Regions from separate parts of the Mus musculus genome. Here all the other regions are linked to region 7. Evidence: chromatin contacts called from public promoter capture Hi-C data. All regions are on one chromosome and are shown on one strand. Each heading gives the region's core, a stretch centred on a gene start, on an enhancer-like site or on the middle of the called end of the contact. The rest is flanking DNA. Distances are from core to core; before and after follow the strand shown.

What was found. Promoter capture Hi-C pulls out the DNA fragments that hold promoters and counts their contacts.
Region 1: a contact with region 7 is called in a promoter capture Hi-C map of hippocampal neurons, with 2.6 times the contacts expected there. The contact joins the enhancer-like site here to the promoter of Ddx47 in region 7. A contact is called at or near these places in 4 of 39 promoter capture datasets (the 3T3-L1 cell line, 3T3-L1-derived adipocytes, hippocampal neurons and 1 more) and 1 of 115 datasets of contacts at active chromatin or transcription factors (pancreatic cancer cells).
Region 2: a promoter capture Hi-C map of the 3T3-L1 cell line shows a contact between it and region 7, with 5 times the contacts expected there. The contact joins the enhancer-like site here to the promoter of Ddx47 in region 7. A contact is called at or near these places in 9 of 39 promoter capture datasets (the 3T3-L1 cell line, 3T3-L1-derived adipocytes, the C10 cell line and 5 more), 1 of 115 datasets of contacts at active chromatin or transcription factors (astrocytes) and 1 of 9 other capture datasets (macrophages).
Region 3: a promoter capture Hi-C map of pre-B cells shows a contact between it and region 7, with 5 times the contacts expected there. The contact joins the enhancer-like site here to the promoter of Ddx47 in region 7.
Region 4: a contact with region 7 is called in a promoter capture Hi-C map of embryonic stem cells, with 4 times the contacts expected there. The contact joins the promoter of Atf7ip here to the promoter of Ddx47 in region 7. A contact is called at or near these places in 8 of 39 promoter capture datasets (the 3T3-L1 cell line, the C10 cell line, cranial neural crest and 4 more), 2 of 115 datasets of contacts at active chromatin or transcription factors (astrocytes and pancreatic cancer cells) and 1 of 9 other capture datasets (macrophages).
Region 5: a promoter capture Hi-C map of pre-B cells shows a contact between it and region 7, with 2.5 times the contacts expected there. The contact joins the promoter of H2aj here to the promoter of Ddx47 in region 7. A contact is called at or near these places in 11 of 39 promoter capture datasets (the 3T3-L1 cell line, 3T3-L1-derived adipocytes, the C10 cell line and 7 more), 3 of 115 datasets of contacts at active chromatin or transcription factors (astrocytes, cardiomyocytes and pancreatic cancer cells) and 1 of 9 other capture datasets (liver).
Region 6: a contact with region 7 is called in a promoter capture Hi-C map of embryonic stem cells, with 4 times the contacts expected there. The contact joins the promoter of Plbd1 here to the promoter of Ddx47 in region 7. A contact is called at or near these places in 8 of 39 promoter capture datasets (the 3T3-L1 cell line, embryonic stem cells, hippocampal neurons and 3 more) and 1 of 115 datasets of contacts at active chromatin or transcription factors (pancreatic cancer cells).

Annotation. Positions count from the first base shown.
Region 1 is chr6:136,898,005-136,902,122 of GRCm38.p6, reverse strand. No RefSeq gene overlaps it. Among named protein-coding and RNA genes, the nearest start is that of Erp27, 22 kb to the left of the region's middle. Within about 2 kb of position 1,317, at least 77 of the 459 cell types and tissues checked have an H3K27ac peak or open chromatin away from gene starts, as enhancers often do. A contact at or near this core is called in pancreatic cancer cells, where this site is marked.
Region 2 is chr6:136,541,950-136,545,645 of GRCm38.p6, reverse strand. All of the region lies in intron 1 of Atf7ip (activating transcription factor 7 interacting protein), which reads right to left. Among named protein-coding and RNA genes, the nearest start is that of Atf7ip, 25 kb to the right of the region's middle. Within about 2 kb of position 2,340, at least 216 of the 459 cell types and tissues checked have an H3K27ac peak or open chromatin away from gene starts, as enhancers often do. A contact at or near this core is called in astrocytes, embryonic stem cells, hematopoietic stem and progenitor cells and 1 more, where this site is marked.
Region 3 is chr6:136,928,222-136,932,491 of GRCm38.p6, reverse strand. Arhgdib (Rho, GDP dissociation inhibitor (GDI) beta) reads left to right here. Exons shown (of 6, transcript NM_007486.5): 3 at 149-232; 4 at 2,804-2,880. Among named protein-coding and RNA genes, the nearest start is that of Erp27, 8.2 kb to the right of the region's middle. Within about 2 kb of position 1,546, at least 191 of the 459 cell types and tissues checked have an H3K27ac peak or open chromatin away from gene starts, as enhancers often do. A contact at or near this core is called in pre-B cells, where this site is marked.
Region 4 is chr6:136,516,973-136,521,224 of GRCm38.p6, reverse strand. Atf7ip (activating transcription factor 7 interacting protein) reads right to left here and starts at 2,374. Exons shown (of 15, transcript NM_019426.2): 1 at 2,262-2,374. It overlaps Gm44140 (a long non-coding RNA gene), which reads left to right and starts at 2,472. Exons shown (of 4, transcript XR_001785394.2): 1 at 2,472-2,627; 2 at 2,733-2,776.
Region 5 is chr6:136,806,903-136,810,761 of GRCm38.p6, reverse strand. It overlaps H2aj (H2J.A histone), which reads right to left and starts at 2,514. Exons shown (of 1, transcript NM_177688.4): 1 at 688-2,514. The coding sequence starts at 2,422. The coding sequence ends at 2,033.
Region 6 is chr6:136,659,967-136,663,668 of GRCm38.p6, reverse strand. It overlaps Plbd1 (phospholipase B domain containing 1), which reads left to right and starts at 1,776. Exons shown (of 11, transcript NM_025806.2): 1 at 1,776-2,107. The coding sequence starts at 1,990.
Region 7 is chr6:135,008,931-135,013,106 of GRCm38.p6, reverse strand. Ddx47 (DEAD box helicase 47) reads right to left here and starts at 1,495. Exons shown (of 12, transcript NM_026360.3): 1 at 1,379-1,495; 2 at 712-805. The coding sequence starts at 1,465.

The DNA.
Region 1 (4,118 bases), core at 68-2,567, 1.9 Mb before region 7:
AGAATTCCCTGTTGCAGTGGGACATGGACGCCATCAGACTGTGTCTGGGCCATGGACAGAGATCCACAGAACAGAGGAAGCTGTGGGAAGGAGAGGAGGTATGCTGTGGGGAGAAATTAATAGGAAGCGGGCAATGGCTAAGGAGTCTCCAGGGATGGAGGAAGAGCCACAGTGGCAAGTTCATCAGGAAAGGGGCTCGGTGCAGAAAATCACATTTCACAAACAAACTTTGAGCACCCACCCAAGAGCTCGAATGAAAGACACTAATGCACCACCAGATAATTTTGATATGCCTTGACTGAGCATTTCTAATCCTCCCCGAGGCTAGCATACATTTCCCTCTGGTATTCCTGGCTTAACACCTGAATCTATGTTTTCTCTTCACTGTCCTATTGTCTTTTGGGCAGCCCTCCCCCCACATAGGGCTTCTTTCCCTTTCCACCTGCATTGTTGGATGGTTTTCTTCTGTAGCTCTTAAATCTGGTCCCTCTCGGCTGGAGAGATGGCTCAGCGATTAAAAGCACTGACTGCTCTTCCAGAGGTCCTGAGTTCAATTCCCAGCACCCACACGGTGGCTCACCGCCATCTGTAATGGGATCTGATGCCCTCTTCTGGTGTGTCTGAAGATAGCTATAGTGTACTCATATATATAAAATAAAATGAATCTTTTAAAAAAAATCTGGTCCCTCTCCCTCCAAGTCATGGTGATTCTCTCTTCTCTCCCCCTCTCTCCCCCTCTCTTCCCCCCTCTCTCCCTCTCTCTCTTCTCTTATTTGAGCAATCTAAAAGTCCTGCCTCCATCTTTCTGCCCAGCCATTAACTGTATTGCAATACTTTACTATCAATCAAAACCAGCTGGGACAGGGACTCCCCCGCCCCAGACCAAGGGAAGTGTGGCTTTGGGAGTCCAATTAAGACAAAGCATTAGAACCAATCCCCAATAGGAGCCAACCCTGTTTACTTTACCTTTCTAAACATACCAGGTCTTTTAAGCAGATAAAAAACAAACCAGGAAGTGGACTGGGCCTGACCCCCCTAGTTTCTCACTACAAAGACTTTATATGAAGATGTGGAGAACGTGAAAAATTTTGGGCTAAGGTCCATTGACTACTGGAATCTGAACCCCTGGAGAAAAAGAACTGTAGAAATAAACCAAAGAAATAAATAAGTTTAAAAAGCATACCTGCACATGTGAAAGACTTAATCCCTTAGTGTTGTTTCTAAGATAAGTCATTTCCTATTCTGAAACCACAGTTCAGTATTATTGTGAACTTGACTATGAAAACGTTGAGTCATGGTGGGGAGGAGTGGGTGAGAGAAGAGAAAGGCAGGGTCGGCTGTTCCTGTAGGATATAAATAGTCATGTGGAGGCTACATGTTAATATTCAACTACCCAAATAATTACTCAAGTCACAACGGCAGGATTCCATTCCTACTTGAGACCCACTGGTCTCAGTATGGCAACATAGTGTTAGCCTAGGCTTAAGGAAGAAAAGCAAGAACATATTTGACATAATTCAAGCTGTGGTGAGGTAAGAATTTTAAAAATAATAAACAGGCTGTCATACAGCTCATATTGCCCAGGGAGATGGCTAAGAGACTTTATTCCCTTGCAGGAAGTTTACTGGGGGAAGCTCTTGGGAGTTGTATTGAAATGGAAGTAGGTCTGAACAGAAGAAAAAAACATAATAACTTCTTAGGCAATCCCGTGGGGAGCTTTATGCTATGATGTCTTGTAAAACTGTCCCAAGTTGGAACATGGGGATCAAGCCTTCCTACCCCAATAGTGACCATCACCTGTAGATGCTTTGCAACTCCTGAGGACAGTATGAATCAGCTGTATATCTTTTAAAGAACACAGAATACCATTGGCTGTGGTTGGAGGAAAACATGCTTTTGTTATCATCATAAAAAGGACTAGGGTAGGGCCTGGGATGTAGCGTAATTGGTAGACTTCGTGCCTACCGTCATGAAATACTTTTAACCCTGGGTTTGATCATCAGTATCACATACACCAGGCATGGTGGCTCATGTGTGTGATCTCCACATTCAAAAGGTGGAAGAAGAGGAAACAGAAGTTCAAGGTCAACCTCAGAGCACCTGTGGAGCACCAGGCCAATCTGGGGCCCATAAGGCACCATGGGACCTATCCCCAAAAGCAAAGAAACAAGCAGGAAAGAAAGAGAGCAAACTTTTTATAGTATATACACGAGCATGCTGTAGCTGTCTTCTGACACACCAGAAGAGGGCATCAGATTCCAATACAGACAGTTGTGAGCCACCATGTGGCTGCTGGGAATTGAACTCAAGACCTTTGGGAGAGCAGCCAGTGTTCTTAACCGCTGAGCCATCTCTCCAGCCCTAGAGCAAACTTCTAACGGCAGAATGGAGGCCCCACTCACCACTTCAAGCATTTACTGAGCGGCTACCAGGAGGGAAGATACATGAGGAAATAAATGAGATCCAAGATGGCGTCCGGATGACTCACTCCCTTCTCTCCTCCATCACCTGGATTTTGAGAAGCACTCTGAATTTCTAAAGTATGTAGACTAGTAGCCATATATTCTGATCATGACAACAGATCATAAAGAGAAAAGCAGAAACATGAACAGCAAATTGCAAGTTAGCAAACACTGGTGTTAGATTTGGCTGTAGACAGAACAATGGTGCTGATTTATACCAACTAGATAAACACTCATGATTTAGTGTTGCCAGTAACAACTTCCTGTTCCTGTTTCTGCCTTTCTCTATCTCCTCTCCCTAGGATGTACTGTAAATCCCACTGGGTAAAAATAAGTTCAATACCACAATTTTTGAGCCAAATTTGAATCAAGCTTTATTAAATACTGGACAGACCATATCCTGAATTCCTAGAGAATGACTGAGAATTGTTAGACAGATGCTTAGAAAGTACCCCATGGCTACTCACTTCCCTCCTTCATCCAACGGAGGCAAGCATACATCCTGACATGCTTTCTGCCTATGTGTGGTCGAGCACTTCCTGTGCAGTTGGGGCAACCAAGCTTGTTTACAGAAATGAAGACATGTGACTTATCTTACCTGAACAACAGCCCCCAGCATTCTGTTACCTGTGGGGTTCACAGGTTGGAGGCATTTTTTTGTTGTTGTTGTTGTTTTATAGATTTCTTAAGCACAGCAATTTTAACTTAAAACATAACTTTAGCCTTCACAGTTTTAATGGAGAAAAGGTCCTGGTGAGTGATAACATCATGGCTAAGCACAGAGAAGAGTAGTTAGGGATGGAAGGCTCTAACAGAAAATAGATGCATGTTGAACAGTTCATAAAAGGTTCTGGCTTTTCCTGACATTTCTATGGCCATTAAAATCATGTTGGTTCCAAAGAGACTACCCGTGTGATGCGTGTAACAAATACTCTACCACACTTTCACAACACATCACGGTGAAAATGAGAAATTGATGCTTGTGATCTAATCCCTCCCATGTGAAGCCTCCCTAGAATTGACCCAGTCTTTAACCTCACAAGCCTTTTGTGAGCACCACTAATGATACAGCAGAGCTGGAGAGGGAAAGGGGCCATCAGTCAGCAATAGAAGTGGGAGGTGTTTCTGAAGGGCACGCTGGTTTGTGGCAAGATGCCTACATGATTGTGAAATGCAAGAAGAAACGCCAGTGAGGTGTTGCTGATGTACAAAGTGGGAGTTAGGAGGTCGGGAAGTGTTGCTCTCTCTGATCCAGCTGGTAACTGTCAAAAAACGGCTGACAGTACATCCATCCCATCCAGACAGATCCAAGCTGGCCAGACCATGTGCTAAAATGTTGATTTACTAAAGCTACCCTTTGAAAACTGACATCCCCAGCTCATTTTAATCACAATTTGCTTTCTTAGTGTGGTCATTTTGAAAAAGTGAATTCACTAAGTGCTTAGCTTTCAAAATGTCTGGTTTAAGCACAATGTTTCCAATTTCTGAAGAGAGAGAGAGAGAGAGAAGTTTTAGGACCAAAATTAAAAGAAATGTGTGCTTTTTTGAAACCCGGGGAATATATATGAGAAGCTGTGATAACCATCAGATAGGATCCCAGAAGGAACATTTTTGGGAAAGGGCGTGTATTAGTAACCACAGATCTTAGTCACCGAG
Region 2 (3,696 bases), core at 1,091-3,590, 1.5 Mb before region 7:
CTCCAACTACTCCAATCTGCCTAAGCCATTTCCAAGAGTCTATGGTTCTATGGTTCTAAGTGATCGTATTGCTGTACAGGAAACAGAACTACATACTTTGCCTACATAGTTTGGCTGTTTATCCTTCAGAGTCTCACCGACGGCCCAGGCTGCCATGAACTAACTCATTCTCTAGTCCGGGCTGGACTGAAGTTAGTGGGGATCCTGCCTTAGCCTCTAGTGTGCTGACATTACAGGTCGGAGCCACTCCCAGATTCCCTCGTCTCAAAGATTGGACACTTTCACCTTTGCCTTGCATATTTCCTTTCAGGTTCATCTATACACAGAATCCCCATCTTAATTTGCTATGGCTTGGCCCTCAACTTTTAACAGCATTCAATAAATTACTTAGTTTGAGTTCAATAACCCTCTCCTTTTCATATGCATAAATACCACTCCATTGGCCAGTCCAACATTTTCCTAAAACATAATGGCTCAAAATACATGGGAACATTTCCCAAATGTTTCAGACATCTTTGTCCAGCAACATTAACAAAATTATAACCTTCTTCCCATCTACCTCAAAATTACTCAAAGCTGATTTGTATTATTATTGTAATCATAGTGAAACAGAATTAAAACAAACAAACAAAAAACATACGTTTCTGTACTTTACAGACTTATACGTTAAAACAGTATTAATGAGCAAAACTGTCAAAAGACAACAGTTAAGTCCACACTCGGGGAACATGGCAATACTCTACCATAGCTAGCTAGCTCTTTACATGCATAACCATAAAGTAATAGTGACCAGCTACCTTTCAGAAGCTAGCGAACTGGAAACACCACCTAATTACACTTTAAGGCTGTAGGAAAAGCCTAGTGTTTACCTGCTAGATAGAGGAAGACACAAAAGAGGGTGGCCTGCTGGAGCATTTTCCTCTGTGTCCCTAAGTTGGCATCACTACTTCACATCTCCTCCTACTTACACCTATTCCACAAATACAATTACAACAATTTAAAATACCTAATCTCTGTATGACATTAATAAACACATGTGCATTTCTTCACAAACATACATCTTTCTATCTTTGTAGTAATTATATAAACCTCTATTATACATATATTTTTATTTCCACAGGATGTAATATTTCAGGTATATAACACAAGAAAAACAATGCCTGTGTACCATTGGTCAACTTACGAAATAAAGTATTAGATATAATGGAATTCTTAATTAATACATATTAAAATTGTGATAAATTTAAATATTTGGAAATTAATTTATTATGTGGAGTGAAAACGATACTATCAACTCTGTATAAACATCTATTGTTTAACATGTCAGTCAAATGTGAATGCATAAGCAGTCTGATCTAAATGCTGACCTCTGTTAAATGCACACTAAAACTTTGCAGTGAGTTAGTTATGGTAAGAATGCCATTTCTCCTCATACACCAGTTGGTGCTGATATAACTGAGGACATGGTAACAGGCTATAGTGGCTGATTCATATGTAATATAAATTAGTAATATCCACATGAAGCTCACTTCATTTATTAATTAGTTCATTTCACTTCAAATGTGAATTTACAATGACATCTCTTTAAAAGACTAAATCCAAATAAGGCTCTCAAAATCTCCTGAATATTAACACTAATAATCTACCAATCCTGTCATTACTATAGCTGGGGGAAAAACAAACAAACAAACAAACAAACACCCAAAGGCAGAGAGACAGCTGGAGCACCTATGATGAGGAGCTGTCCCAGAGAGGGGACCTGAATCTCTTCCCTGGGGGCAGCTTTGTACTTCACTTAAGGCAGTGCAAACTTTAAAATCTAATGAGACTTCTTGAGTTTAAGTTTCTTATTTGATTCATATTCATTTTTAAAAACTCAGGAACACAATACAATAGTTGGCTAAGTGTTGTGATTCCCTTTGTTGTTTCACATTTGTTGAGTAGTTTGCGTAGCAAACATCCCATTAATATCCCATTAACCACGAAGCCAAAAAGCTGTTATTCAATGTATCAGTGATGCTCACGGGGCACAAGAGCTCTTATCTTCAAAAGGACCGTTTGCAGTGAAGATGCCTAGAATCTGGATTCTCTGTGCCACTCTCTATCCAGGCAACTATGGGGTCTGCAGCAACTGTTCGAAGTTAAGTGCCTCCCACCTATTACTAATGGTGTCAGTCTCTAAGAGCCGAACTTAAAGCTTAAAACACACAGTTGCTCTCGTCATCCACGGCACTGCCAGTGCTGGAGTCTCATTACTGGGACACTAAGGCTTCAACCCTTCACTGTCAGCCCACACATTCCAAAGAGGAAGTCCAGGACACGTGTTATCTGCTGCCACTGCACAGGCAGACTGCAGTTCCAGCTAGCTGGCGCCAGTAAGAACAATTTACATAAATAAAGCAGTCCTTTCTTCATGGCTGGAGAGAAAGCCCTTCCATTAGTTCTCCAGCAGGCACTGGCTGGTTCTAGAAGCCATCTAGCTAGCTAGCCACTAAAAGAATTCAATTCCCAGAAAAAAAACAAAAGCAACTTCTACCGAAACTCAACCCCTGCCACATGAAACAATTTAACCCCCCCCACTAAATTTTTTAAATCCTTAGCTTACTTGGTCACAGTCTAATATATATGTATATATAAAATTTAATATTTTCTAATTATAAATCATTACAACCATAAATTATAACTCATTAAATAAAAGCTATCTTCACTCTAATATACAATTATGTTTCCAAGTTTTATTAATGAATAAATATAAATTTTTGCAAGCAAACTTGCTGTTAGACATATTCACTGAATAAAACGCACATCCTCATGTACCATTATTATGATGGTCAAATAATTCAACATATTTACTAACACCAACTAACATTAGTAAAGTATGTTCTTTCTTCCTACCAAAACAAAGACATATTGAATTACAAATGTCAGTGCCACAATTCCTGTCAAAATTATGTGGCTGATTTATCATTTCAATTTCCTCATGTGCAAGCATCAAGTCACTACTGGTGATTGTGGGTACCTGGTTTAAACTGTTTTGGCTAATTTATGATTTACTGATACAAATTCTGCAACTCCATTTACTTGGCTTTACCCTATGTTAAAAGTACAGACAACCTAAACTATAGCCAAATCCACAGCCTAGTTCTACATTCAAATTAACAAACTAGAAAATACTTAAAATTCTAGGGATGACTTCAAAATACATTTTTATTTTTAGATTTATTCTTATTATTTTAGATTACCTGTCTGCATGCATTTTGCACATGGGTAGGTTCATGTAAATGCTAGCTGCACACAGAGGCCTGATGTGTCAGATCTCTCTGGAGATGAAGGCAGTTGTGAGTGAGCTCCCTGAAGTGGATGCCAGGAACTGCAAGAGCAGTAAGCTCTCCTAAGCTGCTGAGCCATCTCCTATAACCATGTCTCTAGTTTTATCCTAATTTTTAACTTATTTAAGTCACCCTTTATATAGTAATGAGACTCTAAATATGAATAAAGAAGTACTATTGTATAAACAGTAAATCGGAATCTTCAATATGCAGACAATTATAACTGTCCCCTGTGAAAGAGAATAACTGAAAGGGAATGGATAAATTCTTCTCAGACAACCACACTGTCCTCTCAAGACCTGTCCACCATGCCCATTACACCCCAGCAGACAAAATGACAGTAAAATACAATGCAATTTCAGAATTA
Region 3 (4,270 bases), core at 297-2,796, 1.9 Mb before region 7:
ACACATGCACTCATACACACATTTGTATCTACACACACACACACACAAACACATGCGTGCACACACGCATACTCCCATGCATGCACTCACGAGCTCTTCTCCACTTAATGCCCTTCTGTGTGCTCATGGTTTCTTTTGAACCCTGCAGACCCAACAGTTCCCAACGTGACTGTTACCCGGCTTAGCCTTGTATGTGACAGTGCACCAGGACCCATCACCATGGACCTTACTGGTAAGTGAACACATCTCTACTCTTCAGAGGGGTCTAAGATGTCACAGGGAAAATTTGATCTTTGTCCCCAATTCCCACTGGAGAAAACTAGTCAGGTGGCTCTTGGAGATGCATGCACTCGTACCAGGCCACAACCATTGCATTCCCAGTGTCCACTGCTTTCTGTATTTAATGAAAAAAACCCAGCTCCTGACTCAATGTAGTGGAACAATTGAGAGTTGGACACCTTTTGTGGGTAAGTGAGTATTTGTGCACTATTCTGCTTCTGTATTCGTGTTCATATGAAGAGTACATGTGTGCATGCAAGTTAACCTCGGGATCTGCTTATCGGATGGGCTTGCTCAGCCTGTTTCCTCAAAGCACCAGGACCACTAGCCCAGGGGAACCATTGTCCATATGAACTGGGTCCTCTCGCAGCAAGCATCAATCAAGACAGGGCACCTCGGGCTCTCTCACGTGAGCTAGTCTGCCTGGCTGGTGAGCTCCAGGGCTCCACCTGCCCCCCCCCCTTGCTCCAGAGCTAGCATGCACAGCTTTATTTAATAAGGGGGGGATATTGTTTGTTTGTTTGTTTGTTTGTTTGTTTATTTATTTATCTCAGAACATTTTAAATGTGGGTTCAGGAAATACTCGTGCTTGCCTGGCAAGCATTTTATTGATCGTGCGATCTCTTCAAGCATTTTATTGATCGCGCGATCTCTTCAGCCTTCAGTTACTCAGTTGTGCAGTATTGACTTCAGATCTGTGCTTCCACGTGGTAACAGAAGAAACAGCTATTCTTGTAGGAGACAATGCAGGTGGAAATGCTGTGCGTGGCTAGACTCGCAGTACTTATATGGTTTGAACACCAGCGAAAGCGCTGATCTTATCCCAGCTATGGCCTTAGCAGAAGGCGAGGAAAGCCCAGCACCTCCTGAATAATGACAGACACTCCCCTGCTCCGCACACCCAAAGCTTAAAACTCTATTCCTAAACAATTTCTCTGACAAAAACCCCAAAATAATAATTGGTGTTTATTTCACCTTTTGTGACTAACAGCCAACTGCTCTCATTAGGCAGATCTTGAGGAGATGAGCAGAAACTGGGAAGGGGGGCTTCATGGGAAAATAATCACCTATTGGGGGTTGGGAAAGGGGTCATAAATCCAAATCAGGGGCATCCAAGGTAGATCTGTCACCAAAGTCAAAGCTTTACAGAAGCCAGAGGAAAGCACGGGTCGAGAGCAGTAAGTTTAGCAGCAGAGCTTCCTCTCACAGGGCGTGTGTGCTTTGCCTTATATGGATATTTCTGTCAAGGGGAGGAAATCGGGGCCTGAGAAGACAGGCTTCCTGTTCAACTGTAATCAGTAGAGCAGGCACCCGGCAGGCACATATGCATGGCCCCGCCCTGCACGCACACATGCATGGCCCCGAGCTGCAGCATCACCCCAGACAGAAACTCATTCTCTCATCCAGACTCAGGCCTCTTCCTGCACTCGGCTGTGTCACGTGGCCAGGTACAACTGTCAGTTTGCAGGAGTAGGTCTGGCGCTGCTGAGGACATGCCCAGACAGGACGGAGGACCAGGCAGAAGAGCTTGGTCTCTGTCCTCCTCTCTCAGAAGAGAAAACCTGCATTTCTGTCCTAAAGAAAGCGCTGAGCTAAAGTCATATAACAGTGTTTATGAAGTCAAACACTTTCCCGAAGTATACACGTATACATACACATACATACATATGTGAACACACATGCACATGTATATGCACACATACACAACTGAGCTATGCAGGAGTATTTGGAGGAAAGACTAAAGAAAGCATCGTCATAGCTTCCCTAAGCAGGGCCTAAGAATTAATGGCAGATCTCAGGGTTATGAACCCTAAAGCTGTTACAATTAGAATGTTCTTCCTTAAAAAAAAATGTTGTAAACGCAAGTCTAGTGAGTCCAAAGTGAGCACTTACTTAAATAATTATAAAAACTAAAAGTAGCTGTTAAAGCTAGGAAATACCATATATTATCAATTGTTAATATCAATTGTATGAATTGATGGAGGGAAATTTTCTTGAAGCCTATCAATTCTTTGAAAGCCAAAGGCTGATGCTTTTATATATCTATATTTTTATAATTCTTTGAAAGAAATCCTCATGTCTCCATCTAGCTATGTATATACATGAAGTTTTTAATAGACAGAATATTAGCTCAATTTCTTCTAGGCTGGTTGGTTGATTGACACTTTTTTTGTTATTGACAACAATAAAATATAGTTATCTTCCTGAGTACTGATTAGAAGTTAGGGGGGGAAAAAAGATTTATCTTCACGACTATTTATTGGAAAAAAACTGTATTTTTGGCATAGACATCAAACTTGTAGGAAAACCCTTTACTATGTTACAGTTTTGATTTTTTAATAACTAATTTGTAAGATTTGTAAGCCAGTATAGGGTGTGTGTGTGTGTATGTCTGTGTGTGTGTGTGTTTACACTAATCTCACACTCTTATGAATCACGTAACCCAGGTGGGCCGAGCAGAAGATGCCGAAGCTTGGCTTTCATTCTTCTTGGGGATAGTAACTTTGTAACTCCTCTTCTACAGGCGATCTCGAGGCCCTCAAAAAGGATACATTTGTGCTAAAGGAAGGCATTGAATACAGGGTGAAAATTAACTTCAAAGTAAGTATCTCCCCCACGGGCTCTTATCTTTCCTATAACCCATTTCTTGCATCCTTGTGCTGGTATTCTGTTGATGTCACTGTTGTTTTGGTGGTGGTTGTTGCTGTCCTTTCTCCAGCTTGGTTCTGGATTAAGCTGTGTCCGCTTCTGAGCTCTTCCTGTGGAGATCCACCCCTACTTCCCATCTTTACCTAGCAGGGATATCATCACCCTTTCTCGGAACTCCTGCTGCTTACATCCATGAGGCACACACTGCTGGGTGTCCTGCCGAGTCCTCCTTCCGCAACCTAAGCACCCAGAGGCAGGCTAAAGTTGTGTGCCCCTCCCTTCCACTGTTTCACACGACTTTATAAATGGCAGGTCTTCATGGGTATATGGCAAGAAATGGACAAAACAAAGACTCAACAAATAGAAAAAAACAAAAAACAAAAACAACAACAACAACAAAAAAAAAAAAAACACCAGGATTCCCCAACTGCTCAATTACCATTCAGATACAGGAACTGTGCTCTTAACAAAGTAGCTAGGAATCTCAGTGGCATTTGTGGATCAGGGGACCAGATAATAGCAAAGTTAAACAAGACATAAGCTCACTGCTCGTGAATAGACATATGTGACTAATTACGGATCCCGGGAAAACAACCTTGACTTTGAAAGCAAATAAGTAAGAGACGCACTGTTTTGCATCTCAGGGTTTGTTTGCCTTGGCTGTTCGTCATTTCCACTCAGTCATGTTCTCCAGGGCTCCACCAGGGAAGACCCCATATGCTCTCTCTGGTACACACTGGGCTCATCTTTCTACTGGGCATAGGATATGATTCAAGGTGGTTCGTCAGCCACCCTCTCCCATGTACTAAAATGCCTAAAGTCTCTTCATTCTGGAAATATTTGTTGACACCAACACAGCCATCACTTGAACTGTGGATGGCTTTGCTTCCTGCCATGCTGTTTACTACCAGAGCAACTGGAGTTTGGGGGAGAGCCTCACATTTAAAATGCACAGAAAAACTTCACACCAGTCTAGAACTTACATTTACACTGCTGTGCTGTCAGTTTAGAAAACTCGTGTTTACAAATGAAATCTGACCAGCAGCTTTTGACTGAATACGAAGACGAACAGAGATCTATGAATATGGGTGACTCCAGAGATGCCTGGGTAGCACATCAGGGTGCATAGGAGCCCCTGAGTCAAATCCACTTCTGAAGTTGGCGTCAGGCTCCACCGAGGTTAAGACCACTCTGTCTGTACCCAAGTAAACCTGAATGAGTCTCTAGCTTGTCCCGGCTTGGAGTTACAGTTAGAAGGAACCCTGGTCACAGTAAAGAGGAATTAAAGAGCTATTTAAACCTTTACTGACATCTCTTGACAAATGTTCAAGGATACTACGTT
Region 4 (4,252 bases), core at 1,125-3,624, 1.5 Mb before region 7:
GTGTGTGTGTGTGTGTGTGTGTGTGTGTGTGTGTGTGTGTACGTATTTATATGTATATATAGTGATAAATATTTATAGACTGATCTACCACAGCAAAAGTGAAGTTACAAACATCACCACAGTAGTTAAGGGCGATTAACACAATACTAAATCTTCATACTGTGGACGTGAAAATATTCCAACAGAGTACAAAATCAAGTAATTTTTAAAAAATAAAATTTTAATTTTATGACTTAAATCATTCCAGCCTGATTCTTTCTAAACTACATATCAGTGATTGTTCATACTTTGAGTAACATGTCTGTCTGTCTGTGTGTGTGTGTGTGTGTGTGTACATACATGCACAATGCTTCATTTAATTATAACCAAACTAAAATTTCAAACTTTTAGTACTTGTTTCTAAAATACTAAAGAATCAACCACTGACATTCAGACAATTCATTAATTTTAGTAAACTTAAAATTACATTTACCTTCTAAGAAATACAGCAAAACTGTCCCATCAATATTGAAATTGCATGTTATGTAATTTTCTAGTGCCTCTTATGATGCTCAATATTAACGCATGACACAATTACCCATGCATTCAAACAAAAATGTTAAGCTTAAATACATAAACTCAAATACTAGGAGTACAAAATGGGGTGAGGGGAAACCACCTCAGAAGCATCAAAGTCTCAAAAAGGCAGAACTGCCTTCATTCCTGGTACAAGACAGCAGAGGCTCAAGATTCCCATTACATCAACTTTAGACCTGCTAGCTACAGGAGGAGAAGACTTCCTTCCCCGTCCTTCCATTCCAGGGCATATGTCACAGCATTTAAAAAAAAAAAAAAAAAAAAAAAAAAAAAAAAAAAAACAGCCCAAAATGTTCCTTTCAATTATATCCTATTATTTCTAAGAGTATTTGTTTCGGGTAATAGAGATAGCCCAAACCAATCGACATTATAACAGCACTTAATTTGACAACAGACTGATTTAAACTTGGGTTACATAAGCAACCAAAAAAGCAACTATACATATGAATGACAGATGTTTATGAAAACACAAGTTTTTAGACTAGTAAGAAACAACGGGTAGAATAAGAAAATTATATTAAATTATACGTATACTGACCCAATGTGCTACATACAACTGACCTAATTGTGCTACATACAACTGAAATTTAGTGGCATCACAACTTTAATCAGTAGCACACCCATAGTTATTTTAAGAAACTAAAACCAGGACATATACACCTAAAACATATTTAAAGTGTACATTATACACATATACTACAGTGCACATATTTTTTTCAAAAACTCAAAATGTTTAATTGATTCCCTTAAATAAGGACCTCAATAGAACTTGTAATATTTGTAAAATTCTTCATCAAAAAATGATATAATAGCTTATACGTCATCCCAAAATAATGAGAAATCGTGTTCACTAATTTTCTTTAACATTTCTCTAACTGAAGAAACAGTAAAACTAAAAACATGAAAGACTCAAGTGTTTGGATTAAAACTTCATTGACTTTGGATGAAATGTTCCTTTTTAAAAAAAAAAATAATAAAGATGTAATACCTGAGAAAATTGAGATTTCAACTTAACTTGTACATCCTTTTCTTGTCCTCTCAAACAAATCAAAAATAAAAGTTTCTATTTTGTAAACATTGCACATCCAAAAGCGAACCGGTAAAAACAGGGTTAAAAATGTATTTACAAAAGTGCAGCTGAAGTAAATGCACTTCCCCCGAGAGCACCACTAGGTGCCGATCTTATCTCCCTAAATGGAACGCGAATCCAGAAATACCTAACTAAACGCGAAATTATAATCGAGAACCACAAGAGGCAATTTGTACCAAAATATCAAGTCTGCACCGGTGAAACCGTGAGAGAAATAAAGGATTTTAAGGTGCGGGTAGGTGTAAGACACGAGAGAAACGTTTTCCTCGGAAAATGTGAAAAGAAGAAGCACGAGACGAAACCCCCTCGAGAATGAGAAAATTAAATCTAGAACCCAAATGGCGTCCAACAAGAACATTAGCTCTTGAAAATGAATATTGCGCCTGCGCAGCCACCGCCCGGCCAGCTGCTCAACTGCAGCTAGAGCCCGACCCCACGCGATCACGTGCTCCCATGCAGCGCCCGCCCGCAGCTTCGCAACCGCGCAGGCGCACACTCAACTCCCGCAGCCGCCATAATGCGGTCTTGACTCTTCCGAAATACAATAGTCATTTCTCCGACAGTGGTTAGAACAGCCCCTGGCACTCGCGTATACCTTCGGGGGCGGGAGGTGAGAGCCTGGGACCCGAGTTCCTTCCTACGCAGCCGTCCCGTGCAGCCGTCCCGGACGCTGCCGTCTCAGCCGTGCGCTCCACTCGCCGCCACCGCAGATTCAAAAACAAACCCGCTTCTCCCCAGCACGCGCCGGGGCCGTTATGCAAATAGATGGGGGCGGAGCTTCGTGGGCACACTATGTACTCCACCCACTGAGCGATCGGCCAATGAACGTGCGCGATGCCTATTCTCCATGCAAATCTCCTGGTTTTTTATTTGAATGAGGGATTTTTGGCCACGCCTCCTGCCTTGAAATTGTAGCCCGTCTGCGGTGGTGGCGCTGCCGTCTTTTCGATCGCATCCGGAGGTGATTTTTTTTTTTTCCGGTTGGCTCTTTTCTTTTTTATCCTGGAGGTGATTGGGGTTTTTTTTGTTTTTTTTTTAATTTTTTTATTTTTTTTTTTGCATGGAGATTCCTCAGTGGCCACCCCTCCATGAGACTTGAGAAAAAAAAAAGTAGGTGTTTAAAAAGCGAAAAGATTTTTCCATAAGTCTAGAGAACCTAGAGTACGGTAATTTATTCGAAAAAAAAATTTTTTTTAATTTTTATCTTTTTGTTTTGTTTTGTTGATGAAGATTCGTGCAGTTTAACTCAGTCTAGCCATTGAACTTGCCACGTAGCCCACACTGGTCTGGAATTTGAAATCTATCGGCCTCAAACTCTGTCAAAGTGTTACAGGTATCACTTAAAGTTCACTAAGTTAATTGTGTTAATCATCAAGATGTGGAGATGAACATCTTTTGGGGGGATATCCTGTAAGAGAGCAAGCAGTACCAATCATGCCTTCACACCTCATAAATTCACGTGTCGCTTAAATAGAGACAGTAATCACTGTTCCGACAAATTGAGAGAAGCTAGAATGAAGAAAAGATTCTAAATATGTTTTGTAAATCAGTAAGAGCCAGAAAAATAATATTAGGTGGAATCCCTTAAACTTAATTTTCTCCCTTTAAGTATTTGTTCAATAGTAACTTAACCAATCAAAAAGTTAAGTAGCTGTCAGTGCTGAGGAAATCTACACTCCCATGGGCAGCTGTGGCTCAATTCCCAGAAGCACTCAGGGAGATGAGGCAGGTCTTGAGAGAACAAGGACAACCTGGGGCCACATGCTCCCAGATCATCTAGAGCTTGAGACTCTCTCTCCAAAGAAGCTCACAGCTTTCATTATTGTCCTGTACTTGACAATTCAACTAGGACATTAAACAGGCAAACCCAAGGAAATTGAAATTCAAGAAACAACTTCTGGGGTCATAAAATGTGATACAGTGTCCAGGCAAATCTAAGACTTGAAGGCCAGCCTGGTTTACAGATCTAGTTTCAGGATACCCAGGGCTATATAGAGAAACCCTGTTTCCAAAAAAGGGAAAAGGAAAAAGGTAAGTGTTTTTAATAGATGTATTTAAGATTCTAGATTGATTTTGAGTTGAAAGAGAGAATATCTAGAATAGACTTGACTTAATCTAACAAGAGGCCTTGAAAGGGGAAACACCCAGCTGAGTGTGGTGCCACCCACACTTGGGTGGCAGCAGTAAGTAAGCCTGTCTCTGTGAGGTTAAGCCAGCCTGGTCTACAGAGTGAGTTCTAAGACATCCTTGACTACACAGAGAAACCTTGACTCAAAAAAAATAAATAAATAAATAAAAGAAGGAAGGAAGGAAACAGAAGAGAAAGGAAAAGAAAGGTGGAAGAGGAAAGGAAGGAAAGAAAGAAGAAAAGGAAGAAAACATCAGCTCCATGTTCCTGCTCCAGCCCCAGAATTCCTGTGACAGACCTGGGCATGTTGATTAGAGGCAGATTGGTAGGACATTGTACTAAAGCCATGGAGTGTGGAGAACTCAGGGACCTGTTACGTAGAAACTAGAGAGACAAGAATGTTGAGAGCAGTGCAGACGACAGTGGCCCAGCTTGTGACGTTTCAGAGGGAAGCAAAG
Region 5 (3,859 bases), core at 1,265-3,764, 1.8 Mb before region 7:
CAATCCTCCTGTACAGCCCTGTCTGGGAACCTGTATCTCAGACTGGCCTTGAACTCAGCGTCTTCCTCGGTCTCCCAAGTTCTAGAATTAGGGTTCCAAACCACGCTTGGCTCCAGTGCTTTAAAATTTTGGCTGCTGGGAAAAGCTGTCCTACAGGTATGACAAAGGTCCTCTCCTTGTAAACTCTTAGTACCTGCAACCTGTACAACACAAGACCTGCTTTGTCATGGTCACCCCATGATTTATGGTCACTGGGGAAGGAAGGGACTCACAGGCCCCTTCCACTCACTGGCTCACCAGCCTACACTAGGATGGTCACCTTTCTGATCCTGTCAACAGTGCCCCACAGGGTGAGGCAATATTTGCTCCCACCTTACCTACTCACGCTTACCTATACTTAAGTCACAAGAGCAAACCCTTAGTCCTTGTCAACAGTACTTCTCAATGTGAGCACCTAATGCTAAGACATGGTTCTAAAATAACTTAGTCCCCCCAAAAATGTATTATGAAAGTTTACCTCCTGAAACCGCCCATAACACCATTGCAGTCTGTTCTCCTCAGGTGTCAGTGGGAGCAACCTGCCTCTTTATCAGAGGTACGACAAACCTTTATACATCGTTCAAGATGAGCACCAAGAATTCCAATGTCAATACAACAAACAGTAGAAAATCAAACACTGTCAAGACACAGATTTGTAATATATTCTTTATTTGTCCTTTTTGCTGTCTTCAGAAACCATGGGGGGGGGACCACGTGTTCGGGACAGTGAGACCTAGCTGGCCTCATTCACAGCTGTACCCTCAGTTACTAGCACGTGGTGTAGACGTCATACCAATACTGGGAATGAAATAAATTTCGAGGGGAAATACTGCAAATGAAGAGGAAGACTTGAACTCTGACTCCCCCCCGGGGGTGGAGGGGAAGAACCCAGAGTGAAACCTCCGTAGCATGGGATGTTTTGTGGCTCCTGCTAACAGAATGATGGTTACTGAGTGAGCAGGAAACGGAATGACCAAGGCAAGAATCGCATTTCCAGGGCCCTGGGGTTTGGCTCTCCGCGTTACGTTAACTCACACGACCCTTTCCTTCCTTGAGGCGCCATCACCCAACTCAACAGTTACGGAAAAGAAGAAACCTGATCCCAGGAAAGCTAACAGTCACCCCTAAAAAAAAAAAAAAAAAATCGGTTTTGCTTTTAAGTAAAATCAGGCTGATTCTCAGAATCAGTGCTGGATAAGAGGCTGCCATGCAGCTAAAACTCGAGGGGAGACAGAAACATATTTTGAGACACGGTCTAATGTAGTTCAGAAACGGCCACAAACTCGCTATCTAGCCACGAAAGGCGTTCTACTTCCCAAATGCAGGGATGAGGGGTAACACCACCGCAAGCACCAAGAGAAGATCATTTTAGGAGCTGCTAAACATACACTACTTAAGACCGAGGGCCCCGCTGTTACGCAACACCATCCAGAGCGCAAACTTCGTGACTCACTTCCGTATTGCACAAGTTACTTCATTATAAAGAATATTGAACACAAGTGTGCAATGTGAAGATGGCTGGCATTCAGATCACGAATACGTAACATCTATTAGCTTAAATACTACCATAAATAACTAGCACCCACCAAGGATCCCAAGTTCCTGTCTTTTCCAAATGGCTAGGGTACATATAGCTCAACCTTCCTATGTATGACAAGCGAGGCAACTTCTTGTTCACAGCTCGCAACACCTTCCCTACCACTTTTCCCTAAGACTGGGGAGTTAGGCAAAGCCAATTCCAGAGTAGCCTCTGGGCACTAGGTCCGCTTCTCCTGCCCACGGTGATGCGACGGGGCTCTCCCAATCCACCCGCTGGGTTCCTCCGGCTCGCACATGGCCACACAGGTGGCCTGCGTCACGCTCAAAGTTGGAACTCGTCCCCACCCAACACCCCCTCGGTCCCGCGACTACACAGCTCTCTAGATTACTCGCTTTTCACCGACTTTATTGGCTGCGGACTGTGGCGGGCGGGCTCTGCACCCGTCTGTCGGGTTCACTTGCTCTTCACCTTCTGGCTCTCCGTCTTCTTGGGCAGCAGCACGGCCTGGATATTGGGCAGGACGCCGCCCTGCGCGATGGTCACACGGCCCAGCAGCTTGTTGAGCTCCTCGTCGTTGCGGATGGCCAGCTGCAGGTGACGAGGGATGATGCGCGTCTTCTTGTTGTCCCTCGCCGCGTTGCCCGCCAGCTCCAGGATCTCGGCCGTCAGGTACTCCAGCACCGCCGCCAGGTACACGGGCGCTCCCGCGCCCACGCGCTCCGCGTAGTTGCCCTTCCGCAGCAGCCGGTGAACGCGGCCCACGGGGAACTGCAGGCCCGCGCGCGACGAGCGCGACTTGGCCTTGGCGCGCACCTTACCGCCCTGCTTGCCTCGCCCGGACATGCTCGACCCCGCGCCTGGAACTCCAACACCGGCTCGCTCAGTTCCGGGACGACGCGCGCCACCCCGGAACTGCCTCGCCAAACTGCAGCCGCTGCCGCCCGTGACAGGCAGGTACCGTACCCAATCAGCTCGCGGAAGCAGAGCCCCCGCCCATCCAGATGTCTCCCAATCAAAAGCTCAAATTTCTAGTCCTAATTTACATAGTTCACAGGCATCCTCAAACTTGTTGGGATTGGCTGCCAGGATGTAGTTAACTGGGTGGTTCGAGTCTGCAATCCCAGCACTAGGGTAGCCGATACAAGATTGCCCGGAGCCTAAGGTCAGCTGTAGATATTCCAAGATCCATACCAGCCTAATAAGGAAGGAACGGAGGGAGGGCAGCGAAAACGGGGAGTTAAGCAAAGCCATACTTGGTTCAAATCAGTAATCCTAGCTTTTGGAGGGAGAAAGAGCTGAAGTAGGAGGATTACCAATACAAAGACAGCCTGGGCTACTTTGTGCGTTATAGACCAAGCTAGGAAGTGAGACCTTATCTCAAAAAATAAAAATGATGGTGTTGGCATTTCTTCTAGGCTCCGCCCCACAGTTACCTGGCAGCAGCCAGGTGTGCCTGACCCACTGTAAAAGAAGCTGCTTGCCCCCCCCCACACACACACCCACACTTTTCTCTTGCTTTCTTACTCTCTTAGCCCTCTGTCCCTTCTCTCCCATTCCCCTACCCCTCTCTCCACGTGTTCATGGCCGGCCTCCACCCGCACACCCCCTCGGCCTTTTCTCTCTCTCTCTCTCTCTCTCGCTCTCGCTCTCGCTCTCGCTCTCTCTCTCTCTCTCGCTCTCGCTACTACCCCCTCAACTCACCTCATGCCCTAAATAAACTACTATACCGTCCTGTGGCTGGTACCTCAGCATGGGCCGCACCCCCTCTACCCCCTACGTGCACAATAACGCTCCTCCACCAAACGTCCCCGGCTTTTTTTTTTTTTTTTTAAATAAAATACAACAGTAAGCAGACTATGGTGTTCAGTGCCTATAAACCCAGCTGATGCAGGAGTATGGAGAACTTGAATTGAGCCTGGCCTAAGAGAGAAACTACCTGGAAACAATCAAAAACCGGAAGCCCAGAGAAGAGCACCTCTGTTCCCTCATACCATACTCATGGAAATTAGTCTCCAGTATAGCCAGGGGCGACTTTCAAATCTGACTATCTGACTCCAGGGTCTGTGCTTGTGAGTGCCACAGCAATTCCGGCTCAGCCATAGCTCCTTGGCTGAATTCTGCCCTCCTAGAACGAGCTTTCGTCATCTGCTCCTTGACACACCCACCTGGAGAGCTAGCTGCAAAAGAAGCTTTGTAGGTTTTCTATTTGTTTTAGTTTTTGAGACTTTTCTTCCTGTAGCCCTGGCAGCCGTGGAACTCACTATAAAAACCAGGCTGGCC
Region 6 (3,702 bases), core at 527-3,026, 1.7 Mb before region 7:
ATTCCTCAGTTACTTTTTCTGAGATGTGTCAAGTGGACAACTAAGATTAGTGGTCACAGGGTGGGTGGCTGAGGCTAGCCCGTTAGGGCTGTCAAATCTCTGGTTTATGCCCTATTCATTCCAGTTGCAATTTTGAAACCAATATCCTTGGACCGTCTCACCTAGAGTTGGCTGTCACTATTCTTTTGGATGTTTAAAAACCTCAATTTAAGGGCTGGAGAGATGGCTCAGCGGTTAAAAGCACCGACTGCTCTTCCGAAGCTTGTGAGTTTAAATCCCAGCAACCACATGGTGGCTTACAACCATCCTTAATGAGATCTGACTCCCTCTTCTGGAATGTTTGAAGACAGCTACAGTGTACTTACATATAATAAATAAATAAATCTTTTTTAAAAAACGCAATTTAAGTATGTCAAAATGTACCACAAATTACTGTAACAGTGCTCTGCTAGGTTAGTACTTTTTACCTTGGGGAATACTGGACGTGGTCTGGAGGCACTTTCAAGGATGTTAAAGGCCTCAGAGTGCACAGGACACACTCACACACACGGACGGACACACACATATGCTCACTCATAACTGGACAGAATTTCAACAGTACTGAGTTTAAGAAAGTCTAATCCAATTAAACTGCTCGTTCAAAACAAGCCAACCACTTCATCGACTAGTCTGGTGTTCTACAGACCCGGTGTCATACAGGGCTCTATCCTGGAACACTGAAGTCAATAAATACTCGGCAAGCAAACCATCAGGTGGGTGAGCCCAGCCCCCATCAGGCATCCTGAAAGAGTCACCTCCTCTGAACACTTGTCTCCTTGGATCAGAAGGGTCAGTGAGGTCACAGAGTGGGATATGGAGACACACCTGCACTTTTTGGGGTGACACTTCACTAGCCACGTGCCATAGGACCCAAAGGTACCGTTCACCTTCGTTTTTATTTTATGTACAGTCCCTACAATGCCTGCAGCTTCTTTCTCCACTAAATGAATATTACCAAACGAAATTGTGATTTGTATTTCATAATTCACAGGTGTCATTTCTAGCAATGACAAATTTATTTCTTCCTCTAACAAAGGCACTTCTTCATTACTTTTTAAAAAATATTTATTTGTTTATCTGGATTTTTTATATTTTGGTGTTTGGAAACAGTGTCTCATTCAGTAGCCCAAATTGTCCTCAGACTTTCATTAATCCTCCTGCCTCGACTTCTGGAACGCTTTACAAACCCAGCTACAGTGGTTTGCTTGCCTGGGTTCAGTAGCAAAAGATGAGCTCAGTCAGCTTGAAGTCTGTTGCCTACTTCACAATGTCACCTAGGGCACCCTTGGCCAACTTCACAATGTTGCCTTCAGCGAGTCCTGCCCAGACATGGGTCTCTATGGAAGCTCAGGGGTAGATCTGCTTCTAGCCCCGCGTGAATCAGCTCCGCCCAATGAAGACACAAAGCTAAGGTCTGGAGGTGTTGAGCTCCTGAGGTCAGACAGGCTGGCGCAAGAAGCCCTGATTCCTGACGGATGAGGGACCTGAGAAGACAGAAGGCCACAGAATCCGACCTACGGGGAGGCATGCGACCCACTGCTGCCTCGGTTTCCTTATCCTCTGCTACAGGGACCAAGGCCACCTTTAACTGATTCCTTAGCCCTGAGCCCCACCCTCCAGGAGGCGACCAGAGAAAGCAGCACAGCCCCGGCACTTCCCAAAAGCGCGACAGAGAACTTTCCCGGCCTGGCCCACAGGTGGCTGGAGGGTCAGACCAGACGGAAAGGATCCGCCTCTCCTAGCCTGGGGCTCAGCAGGGCGAAGGTTGGTTCCCAAGGCCACGTGAAGCGCCCAAGCAGGCAAGACTAATGTCAGAAGAAAGTTAAGATCGGCCCGGCCTCTGCAACGCAGCGCCCTGCTACCATCCTCAAGTGCGGCTCTTGCAACAGCTGCCACCGCCGGCGCCAGCGGGACCTAATCCAACCAGGCCGAGGTCACAGCGGAGGAGCGATGTGCCACCGCAGCCCTGGCAGGAGCCTCAGGCCGCCATCGCCGCTGCTGCTGCTGCTGCCATTGCTGCTGCAGCCTCCCTGGGCGGCTGGCGCTGCCAGCCAGAGCGACCCAACAGGTGAGCAGAACGGCCGCCCGCGGACTAGGGGCGTTGCCCTGTACCCCCACGCCGGCGGCTGGCCAGAGTCCCAACAGCTTTGCATCTAGGGGCGTCTTGGGTCGTACTTCTTGGTGGGGAGCCTGGCGGGTTACGTTCCAGCCCTGAGGTGGATCAGCGGTGGCATTGAAGGAGGGTACAAGGGCTCTCCAACGTAAAATGTTTTGGCCTTAATTCTGTCCCATATCTTGTCCCGGACAACCTCGACTGGTCCAAAAGGCTCCAGTCCAGAGATTTTTCCAAATCAGACTGAGGTGTGATTTCGAGCTGACCTTTGTTCTGCTTCTAGAAGTAGACAAGTGACTTGGACTTAAGAGAACTGATAGCAAACTGGTTATGCCATCTTGATATGGGACAGGGCCAGAGCTTAAGGCTGCTGAGCTCTTCTGAATGGCCTCAGAATCCTAAAGTGGATTAAAGTCTCCGTTCTACTGCACAGAGGCTGCGACTGGGGGGAAGTCAGGAATTTGCCTAAGCGATAAGGTAGCTGGGTTGCCAGAGGGCACTGGTGTAATCCTTCCCTTCAGAAAAAACAGGCCTCAACAGGTGTCCTTCCAGTCTCACCCTTCCATTTGTAACAAGACCAAAATGAATTGTGGGATGCGTAGACTTGGAAGATTCTAAAAGTCAAATTCAGAGAGGACGACTGATTTCGTAATCGTCTCCTTGTTTGACCCATTCAAGAATAGGAAGGGACGCGGGCAGTGTCCCCTTTCAAAAGTCGCTGATTTTTCTCGTTACCGTCTCTCAACGAGTACCCGCACCCTTGCCATTTGGAAGTGTTTGCTTTCAAAGCCTGCTCCACTCATGTCTGGAAACTTCCCAGTGGGCACAGGCTTGTGGGATGAGAAGGGTCCGGAAGTGCCTGATGTCTCCCCTGATTTAGCTGTATGTTCTTTGGTCATCCCTCCCTACCCCCGCCACATGAGCGCTCACGCTCACACACACACACACACACACACACACACACACACACACACACCCTTTAGTCCAGAAAAGCTGCTGGTTCCTTACCATGGCCAGCAATCCTGAAAGGCTCCTCCACATGACAGCTTTGAGGACAGCTAAGGATGCCTGCCTGCAGTGTCTATTTGAAACAGATGGGATGTCCTTTCTCCCTCTTATCAGTATGTTATTTGTACTGTATTGAAGCTTCCTCAACCTGCCAGTAGATTACCCAAAATTTAAATCGTAAAAAAGCAGAGGCATTGCTATCTCCCAGGGCTCCCAAAGGAACCTAGCTCCGTACTGTGAGCTTAGTAGGCTGTGTCCTAACTGTTCCTCCTTTGCCCTGGTAAGAGAGAGATGAGCCGACCTCCGTGAGACTCAAAATGTAGCCCATTCCTTGGTAAAACTGGTTCTTCCTCTAGGCAGGCAGGGCTAAACTCCAGAAGTCAGTATTTGCATCATGCCAGCTGTGATCAGATCTCAGGGAGACGATTCACCCTGATACACGCCCAAGTCTGTCCCCAGATTCATCATTAATTATTCATTAGAAATATAACTGTCAGGCTGAGGGCCTGACTCATCTGCCCTGATTGGGCACTGGGAACCGG
Region 7 (4,176 bases), core at 246-2,745:
GGCATATAAAGTTTGCCTGTCCAGTGGGCCTCTCTTTCCAGTGATGGCCGACTACGGCATCTTTTGATACATATGCAGCTAGAGTCAAGAGCTCCGGGGTACTGGTTAGTTCATAATGTTGCACCTACAGGGTTGCAGATCTCTTTAGCTCCTTGTATACTTTCTCTAGCTCCTCCATTGGGGGTCCTGTGATCCATCCAATAGCTGACTCTGAGCATCCACCTATGTGTTTGCTAGGCCCCGGCATAGTCTCACAAGAGACGGCTATATCACGGTCCTTGCACCAAACGCTTGCTAGTGTATGCAATGGTGTCATCGTTTGGAGGCTAATTATGGGTCTCTTGATGGTCCATTGTATGGATTCTTAATTCTCATCTCTTAGAGCTAACAGTCAGGATCTGCCATGCAAATTCAGACAGTAGAGTGCTCTAGGGGTTTAAAACTGTCGTCCCACCATTCATTAACGTCAGTGTCTACCTCCCAAATGGTACAGGCTTGTGCCACCGTGATCACACCTGGCTTTATATTTATTTGAAGCAAGGTCTCTGCCTCCTCGGTGTTAAGAACTCAAGTAGTCCTGCCATACCCAGGGAGAGATTATATCTTTATTTCACTTGGAATTTGACAGCAATAGCTCTTAGAAGCAACACAAAAACTGAATATAATGCCACACTGGCTCTGTACTAGCCTGCATATTTAATTCCAACCTACCTTGCAAGGCCAAAGGAATAGCTTCGATCTGGATCTTGGTGGGCTTTGCCCATCCCAACTGGTCACAAGCTTCACACAATACATCCGTAACACCCTTTGAATTCAGAAAACCATACTTTAGCAAAGAATACATCCTCACCTTTATCAGAGCCATCCTCCTGGTGATACGTAGCCCTTTGCACTTTACATAACTGTACATCTCAGACCCTGCTTTATATGAACACTATGGGACAGCGCCTTGAGACAATTTCTCTTCACCAGGGGCTGCTGTCAACTCTTTGCATGTATTATCTCATTTAACCCGTCAAATCAGTTCCGACCAGTGGCTAGCTATTATTCTACCAAGTGCCTCACGTGTATAAAGTGAGGCGCACACCATAACAACTTGCCTCTTGTAAGGAGGTCACGCGTGACCCTAGATAACATAAGGCTCTACAGTAACTGGGGAGAAAAACAAACGGGGGCTCTCACGACCCAGCGGCATCCTACAAGGCAAATGCACCCGAGGGAGCGTGAAGAGACCCCGAGTTTCTGACAGCCTGAAGATAGCATGAGCTAGGCCCCAAGGTGTTTTTACACACCACCGGCTGGGATATGAAGTACCCAAACCCTGGGTGAGCCTAAACGCCAACATCACAAAATAAATACCAGCATCACCCATTCTCACCAGGTCTTTAAATGTTTTCGTTTCCTCCTCTTCCGCAGCTGTCTGAAGGGCTCCAGAGGGGGAATCGGGTTCCTCGTCCGCCGCCATCTTGCTCGTGGGCTCCGGAAGTGGGGCCGAGGCGCAAGGCGTGCTGGGAAATGTAGGCGATTACTTTCCTAGAGTGTAGGTTCTGAACGCCTCCTGCTGGCGGGTCTGGCGTGGCAGCGCCCCACACAGGAGGGACTTGGAAGAACAGCAATGGCTGGAAGCCTGTGTGCCTAAGGAACTGAGACGATCCCTTCTTGCTGCCCTTTGGGTATCTGCCCTATTTTTTATTTTTTTAAATTGGTTTCTTGAGGCAGGATTTCATTCTGCAACTTCGGCCTTCCAGGGCCTTGGCTGTCTTCCCTTTGGCTTATCACTTTTCTAACTATAGAAATGTAAACACATGGACATCACGATACTATTTATTCATTACTTCATATATTTGACAACTGACAGCCTGCCATATGCTTGGACTGTGCTAGGTGTCTAATGATAGAGCAGGACAGTATCAACTTCCACTGCAAAGAGAAGGCAAACAATACATAGGTAATAATGGGCCACTTTGAATTATGAAAAGTGCTACATAAAAATAGGGGAGCAAAGCTTTGGGAGAAAGAATTGTCAGGATTGCTGCAAGACTGAGAAGGTGTCTCTGAGGCAGTGATATTTGAGCTGGGACCTTACTGATACCAGAAAGGCCGTTCTGAGTTCAGGGGACACCTATTCAAGACTGGCAGATCTGAGCCGAGCGTGGTGGCACACGCCTTTAATCCCAGCGCTTGGGAGGCAGAGGCAGGCAGATTTCTGAAACCCTGTCTCGAAAAAACAAACAAACAAACAAAAAACTGGCAGATCTGTGAATACAAAATTCCTGAGACCCGTGAGATATCTGAACTGCCACCACTTAAGCTAGTGAGGTACAATGTATGTTACATGCCCTGTGCCTGCAAGTGTACCCTAGTGGGGAGGCATTGGCATTCTCAATGTGTGGGGCACACTTTCTGAAACTGAGGCATTAGAGACAATCTGCTATGCTTTTCTTCGTGGTATCCCTTTCTCTGGCAGAGTGTGTTGTTAAAATGTGCGCAGCGCATGTCAAACATACCCTTAAGAGTATTTAGGGCTCCAAGTCCTGAGGCTGTTGTGGGAAAGGCCATAGATTTAAATATAATATAACTAAGATTGGGAGTGGTGGCCCATGCCTTTAATCCCATCACTCAGGAGACAGAGGCAGGTGAATCTCTGTGAAGTGGAGGCCTGCCCGGTCTACATAGCAAGTTCCAGAACAGTCAGGGTTACTTGGTAAGACCCTGTTTCAAATATATATTATATGTGTGTTATATTACAAGTGTGTATGGATGGATGTAACAACCTTCTACTAAAACACAGAGAAGCAGAAACTACACTTGAAGAGGTTTGTGATGATTGCCTGTGGAGGGAGGGGAATTAAGATAAAATGCACAAGTCGGAATTCAGAAACAAAATGACAGAAGATAAAAGAATAAATAGAAAAAGCCAAGGGAGGGGACTATGGTGGTACACTCCCTTAATCACAGAGCTTGGGAGGCAGGGGCAGGCAAATCTCTGAGTTCAAGGCTACCCTGGTCTACAGAGTGAGTTCCAGGACACCCAGGGCTATACAGAAAAACCCTGTCTGGAAAAACAAACAAAAACCATTGCTCTCATTCACCATGATGCTGGTCTTCAGAAAAGAAACTGGGAAAGGAGACTGCCTCAGAGACAAGAGGCGGTCTTTGTTTCCCTGACTCTAGAGACAAAATGGATGTTAAGTATGTGCCACCTGGGTGAAGTGAAACTCAGCAAAGCGTTGGGGTTGGAAACCATGGCAGACCAGAGGGATTTCTCTGACTGTTTCTTTATCAGTGGTTCTCAGCCTTCCTGATGCTACGACCCTTTAATACAGTTCCTCCTGTTGTGGTAACCCCAAAACATAAAACTATTTCATTGCTACTTCATAACTGTAATTTCACTACTGTTATGAATTGTAAATATCTGATATGCAGGATATCTGATATGCAGGATATCTGATATGCAGGATATCTGATATGCAGGATATCTGATATGCAGGATATCTGATACGTGACCCCTGTGAGAAGGTCGTTCAACCCAGAGACATAGGGTTGAGAACCACTGCTTTAGAAAGTGATGGGTTTTTTTCTCCGCACATTCCTGAAGAATAGTCTGCGTCCTTTGGTTTGGTTTGTTTGTTTTTCTTACATTTCACTCCAAGTTAAAAAAAGGAAAGCGCCTTCTGTATAAAATAGGCCATCCCAACATGGATTCTACCAGACAGTCATAGCACACGGTTGGCTGGCAGAAAGCCAAAGGCATTCTGGCTCTCTATTTTGCCCTTCCTGTAACTACCTTCTATTTATTTTATTTTACTTTATTTTATTTTATTTTATTTTATTTTCTCCAGCATCTCATGTAGCACAGTATGTTCTGCCTCAAATTCCCTGTGTATCAGAGGCTGACCTTAAGCTCTTGATCCTCCTGCCTCCACCTTCCAAAGGCAGAGAGGACAAGTGTGCACCACCATGCCTGGGAACTAGGCCATTTAAAGTGTCCCTGTATGTGAAACACACTCTTGGAAGGAGGAGTTGACTTGTCCTGAAAAAAGTCTGATCTCCACTATAGTGAGGTCCTTCCCACCTCTTGTCACTGTTACACAGACCCGCTAAGGAAGTCATTCTTCTTACTTGACCAGCGAAGAACTTGAGTCTCATAGGAAAAGAGCTGTGTCCAGGATCATG